2 separate regions of the Arachis hypogaea genome follow, and region 2 is linked to region 1. A link is a contact called in public Hi-C data. All regions are on one chromosome and are shown on one strand. The core of a region is the stretch at or near the end of the contact, and the rest is flanking DNA. Distances in the headings are between cores, read along the strand shown.

What was found. A called contact is a pair of places that touch in the nucleus more often than the background predicts.
Region 2: a Hi-C map of leaf shows a contact between it and region 1, with 3 times the contacts expected there. The contact joins the promoter of LOC112702857 here to the promoter of LOC112702855 in region 1. A contact is called at or near these places in 3 of 8 Hi-C or Micro-C datasets (leaf and an unstated tissue).

The regions. Positions count from the first base shown.
Region 1 is chr7:26,229,083-26,231,913 of arahy.Tifrunner.gnm2.J5K5, reverse strand. LOC112702855 reads right to left here and starts at 1,308. Exons shown (of 13, transcript XM_025754055.2): 1 at 1,057-1,308; 2 at 911-982; 3 at 657-737; 4 at 467-504; 5 at 259-346; 6 at 41-187. The coding sequence starts at 1,308. LOC112702856 reads right to left here. Exons shown (of 3, transcript XM_029287948.2): 1 at 2,429-2,831; 2 at 1,710-2,233; 3 at 1,256-1,446. The coding sequence starts at 2,669. The coding sequence ends at 1,324.
Region 2 is chr7:26,460,322-26,463,021 of arahy.Tifrunner.gnm2.J5K5, reverse strand. LOC112702857 (zinc finger protein CONSTANS-LIKE 9) reads right to left here and starts at 1,427. Exons shown (of 6, transcript XM_025754059.3): 1 at 1,251-1,427; 2 at 1-215. The coding sequence starts at 53.

The sequences.
Region 1 (2,831 bases), core at 59-2,558:
AGAACAGTAAAGAAAAGAAAAAGGAGAGAGGTGGAAACACCTGAAACTTCCCCCCAGAATTGAGCAAGATGGAATGGAAGTGGCTATCACTCCCTTGATTTATAGCATCATGCTTAGACAAACCTGGAGTGCCACTTAATTTCATCATTTGAAACTCCTGGAGTCCACTGCTCAACTGTAACTTTTTCTGTGAATAATGAGAGTGCATGTCATCATCTGCAAGGCATTGCTAGAAAGCAAACATGATTGAGAAAATACCAGTAATCTCTCACGCTTAATATGCATTAATTGTAGTTTTGCTTTCCCATATGCTATATTGAACAGCAAACTTCTTGCTTCCACAAATCTACAAAACATTACTTTACAATGCCAATAATCATTAACCCAAACAATTTCATAAAGTTACCTGCATCAAAGAATATAATTTACATTTTTTAACTGACTCAGTCAAACAACATAAACATACCTTTTATGCCCAACAACTTTCAACTGGTCAGCTGTTTTCTGGAAGAACAACATCAATTATGTTGACAATGAATAGAATATCAGCCTTTGATACTGTCTCAGGTGAAGTATTATGTTATAATCACTATAAAATCATTAAATGTAAGCTTGATCAAAATGTATAACTAGAAAAGTGAAACCATCCAACAGACCTGACAATGAATTTCAGAACAAAAGGCATCACAGATGTTAACTTTCTGCAATTGAACCAAAGTATCTTCCAGCATGCTAATCTAAAAATTGACGTAAAATTTGAATGAATTATTTTATATGATAACCAAATAAGAGGAAATTTAGGAGTGTTATAAATTTTGGAAAGACAACATCCACAAGTATTCAAATGATATCACTTTCAAATTCTACAGATGTTTTATGAAACTAAATTACATGAAAGTAAGGAACATACCATTCTCAAATTGAGCTTATCAGTTGAAGGAGAAAGCAACAGGTTTGTAGCACATGAGAAATTTTTTACAATCTGCAAGGCAACTAAAATATTAAGAGGCAATAGACTCAACTGATTTAACCCTTGAAATAAAACAGTGATCATACATCAGCCCATGTTTTCCTTGTTTGATTGTCCAGCTTCCCTTTTTCACTTCTCATAACACCTGTTTGCTGCAAAACCAATTGTTGGTCACTCTTCCAACCATTATGGAGCTGTGGACTTGCGTCAATCCTCCCTGATTCATCCATGATCTTTCGACCTCTTAGCATCTCAAAAACTTTTCTTTTCTTCTGAGCAGAAATCTGGGCACTAAAATCATCTCCATCTAAGTTGCCCTCATGAGACAACTCTTGCATATTACCATGGCACAATCATAATTCTCTCAGGCGCTCTTTCAGGGAATTCATCGATGGAGTTGACACTTCTCGGATACAATTGGTCGCATCTATAACTCCCTTAGCGGGACTCTTATCCTGTTTCCTTTCCAATACACACTATAAGTCACTCAAATACCAATATCAGTATAAATTGCAAATCAACAAGCTCTAATAAGGGAGATGTTATTGCCATTTTGCTCAAAAGGTTCTGGAAAAAGAGGGTAAGTTTTTCAGTTTAAGAAAACATGTTCTAGCTTTAGGAAAATTGTTCCTAAACTAAGAATTAAGATATATCTTCCTTTCCCTCTCCTTTCCTTCCAAAACAGCCAAACCTTTCAATTCTAAATCTAAATCAACTACTAACACAAGATGCTCCTTACATTGATCAAAGAATCAGCAGTTCTAATCGAAGCATCAGCACCAATACCAATACCAGCACTATTGTCATCATCGCCTTTGCTGTATACAAAGTCTTTTTCTGTTGATGAACCATAAGGGCTCCTGTTTGATATCTCCAAGAAAGAAGAGGCATCTTTGCTTCCTTCATCTGAAATTGCACCTAACGAAGGAGACATTCTGTCATAATCATACCTAAATGGATACTCTTTATCCTCCACCACAGTCATGTCGTTTGAATCTCTAGCTCCACTCGCTGAATCACCGTCACAAATCTCGTTCCTTGCGTCGCTGAGCGTCATGAAGCTTCCTTCAGTAGTACTAGTAACAGCAGGGATCCAATTCTGGCTTGGCGTTCTGAGATCATCGGAATCTGACCTCGCGAGGCTCCGATAGTGCATTGAGAACGCAGTTGAATCCATTGTGACATCGTCGGAGAAACCGGGATCAGGACCCGACAACCGTCCAGGTTCAATGAAACTAGCCAAAACGGGACCGTGAAAAGCTTCTGCTGCTACAAAATTATCAATAACTGAATAGTTTCATATTACACTACAATTCCTATGGCAGTTACACGTACAGTTGGACTGCGATTATCACAGTTACGAAAACAAAATTACAAAAATAAATAAATAAATAAATAAAGAGATGCAGTTAAGTAGAAGAGCCACAGAAAATAAAAAAATGGCGAATCGGAACTTGCCGTCGTCATCGGTGGAAGCAGTGGCGGTTCTGAGAGGAGAAAGAGGCGAAGCGATTGGTCTCAGGAAGGGGCTAGAAACGACGTTGTTGTGGTCATCGAGCGGAGGAGTTTGTTCGGCGTCGTCGGAGGGGAAGAGATGGATGGAGGTGATCTCGTTGTCGGCGAAGCTGACGCGGCGGGCGGTTTTATTCACCGGCGCGGCGGTTCCGTCTTCCGTTTCGGTGTTGCCAAGGGGCTCCATCGCAATTTGAAATTGAAAACAGTAGTATACTCTATAGTCTATTCCCTCTATTCCATTCCGTCTCGTTCTGATTCAAATATTTCGGATTGGGCAGTTTTTTTTTTTAGTTTTTGCGCGAAAGATGATATTTGACACGTACTTTTATATAAATTTCAAGTAGTT
Region 2 (2,700 bases), core at 178-2,677, 230 kb before region 1:
CGGCAGTATACCAAGGACCTTTGCTCTCCACAAAAGTCACATAAATAACCCATCTCTTAAACTGACTTTTTTACTTTTTAGCTTGCTCCTTGATCTAGAATAAGAATTCTCCAATTAGTAATTGTCTACAGAAGCTGCAACATCAACTGAAAAACAAAATCCTTTTCTTATTTTCAGACGTCGAAGCTGATCTCAGTTGTACAACCTACAAGCTGCTAAACAATGCAATGAAGGAGGGAAGTTTTAGTTCAGTTTTGGCCAGAAGACAAATAAGTAAGCATTTCCATGCTAACAGAAATAAACTTCGCTAATATACAGAGAAATAAATAACAAAATGGAAATTCCACTACAAATTCAGAATTATGCATAGATGCCATGGATTATGGCTAGTAAATTATGGAAAGTTGCAGCCAATAGCAGACATAAAGACTAAAAGGAAAGTTCAAAGCAATGAATCAAGTATCAGAAAAGGTAAATAATACTTGAAATGGAAACTCCATAGATATTGTCACAGCAGCAAAGAAACTAAACCACTTTCTCAATAAGAATAATAAATTATAAATTTATAATCAACCAAAGTTCTAATACAGTTGAAATATCCTTTTGGAGTTAAGGAACCAAAATTCCGTTTTGATTTCCAAAAAAAAAAAAAGTGAATTTCCTCCATGAAAGAATTCCAGTAGAACTAGAAAATAAACCAAATAAAAGTTAAACTTATTTTTCCAGCATCCTTAAAAGATATCAACTTCCATGGAATGACTAAAAGTAGCAGATCATTATTAACAATACATAAAGGTCAGAAAGTAAAAACAAAACAGAAAAAAAGGGGCGGGGGGATATGAAGAAGAATACAGAAACAACAAGAACAACAAATCAAATCAAATCCAATCAAAACACAAATATACCATAAAAAGTAAAAAAGAAAAAAAAAGGAAGTACTCTTCACATAAGATTCCCTACTTTTCCTTATCTCAAGCTTCACAGAAAAACATGAACTAAAACACACACAGGGGAATCAGCATGAACTTTTAACAGAGAAGAACAGAAAGGAGAAAGAGATCAGAAAGCAAGAAATTACCATACGGAAAGAAAGACAGAGGACAAGATCGGTAAGGAAAACCAAAAATTTTATTTTATTTTATTTTATTTTTTTGCTTTTTCAGAATAAAATATAAAGAAGCAAAAACTGAAAGCAAAGGAAACCCTAGAGAGGGGTAGAAGCAGGACTATTGAAGAGAACAAACACTGACCCCCTTTTTTCTTTCTTTCTTTCTTGTTCTCTCTTTTCTGCTCTGTGCAGATAGATAGGAGGAATAGGTTAGATTGTAGATTAGATATGGAAGGGAGAGAGAGAAAGAGGGGGTTAGGTGTAAGATGAGAAATTGAAATTGAGAATAATGCAATGGGGTATGTAGGTATTGTGACATAAGCTAGGCTTATAAAAAGTGCAAAACAAAAGAGTAAAAAACATATAATGCATGTGGGGCCATGTCTTTTTCATAGTGAAAGCAAAAGCTTACTAAGCCTTTCCCCCTTTTCTATTTCTTGGTCCCTCCCCATCACCCAAAAACTAAAAAGAAAAAGGGTCAAATATATATATTATTTTAATTTGAATTAATTTGTTGTGAATTAAAATTTTATTTAAAAATTTATTATTAATTAATAAATTATTATATATATAAAATAAAATTTAAATTTTTTGACATTTATTTAAACAAATAAGTAATTAATCACTTGACTTATCCAAATTAATTAAAGAATTAAATATAAAAATATTAAGTAAATAAATTATTTTTATAACTATATTTTAGCGAAATCTTTTTATTAAACCCACTTAATTTTACTATGGTAATATAAAAGAAAAGTGCTGCAATATTTTATAATGTTATTGTTACTATTAGTATATTTATTCATTTTTTAATTGAATTTTTTAATATATTAACTAGGATGTTGTTGAGCTATTATTTGAGTTGAGCAGATCTAGCGTTTATTTTTTGTCCCAAAAGCATCCAAGACTTTTTGATATTGAATAACATAACTTTTTCCCCTCTGCACCCTTTCTCTCTCCTTGCACTTTTTCTTATCTGTGTCCGTGTGAATGTTGTTGTTGGGATTGTTTATTGTGTTTAAAGAATAAAAAAATATTATAAATAATAAAAGGGTGTACTGTTAATGGTCATAGGAAGGTTGAACTTGAACCTCTTTTTTTTCCCCCCAAAAAGTGCATCACATGATGGGTGAGGTGGACAAATAGGGATTTATTTAGTGAACTTTTTCACAATCTGGTTTTCCATTTTCGGTTGGCTTTTTCACGCTTCGATCTTAGGTGTTCCATTTTATGGGCTTCTTGTCAGTTTCGTGTCCTCACCGCAATCACTTGTTACCTAGTTTACGGAAAATAATATTTCAAAAAAATTTTTGAAAAATTTTTTGTCAGATATTTTAATTTAAAATAAATTTTAATTAATTTTATATTGAATTATTTATTTATATAAAAAATAATTTATCTAATTTTTATTAAATAATATAAAAAATTGATACATCTAATAAAATAAAATATACGGAATAATTTGATCATTAAAATTTATTAAAAATTAAATTATTTGACTAAAATTTTTTTAAAAATCTATTTGAGATATTATTCTGCTTTTAACTTGTACCACTCTTTTATACTCTTTATATTTTTTTGGTGACTTGACG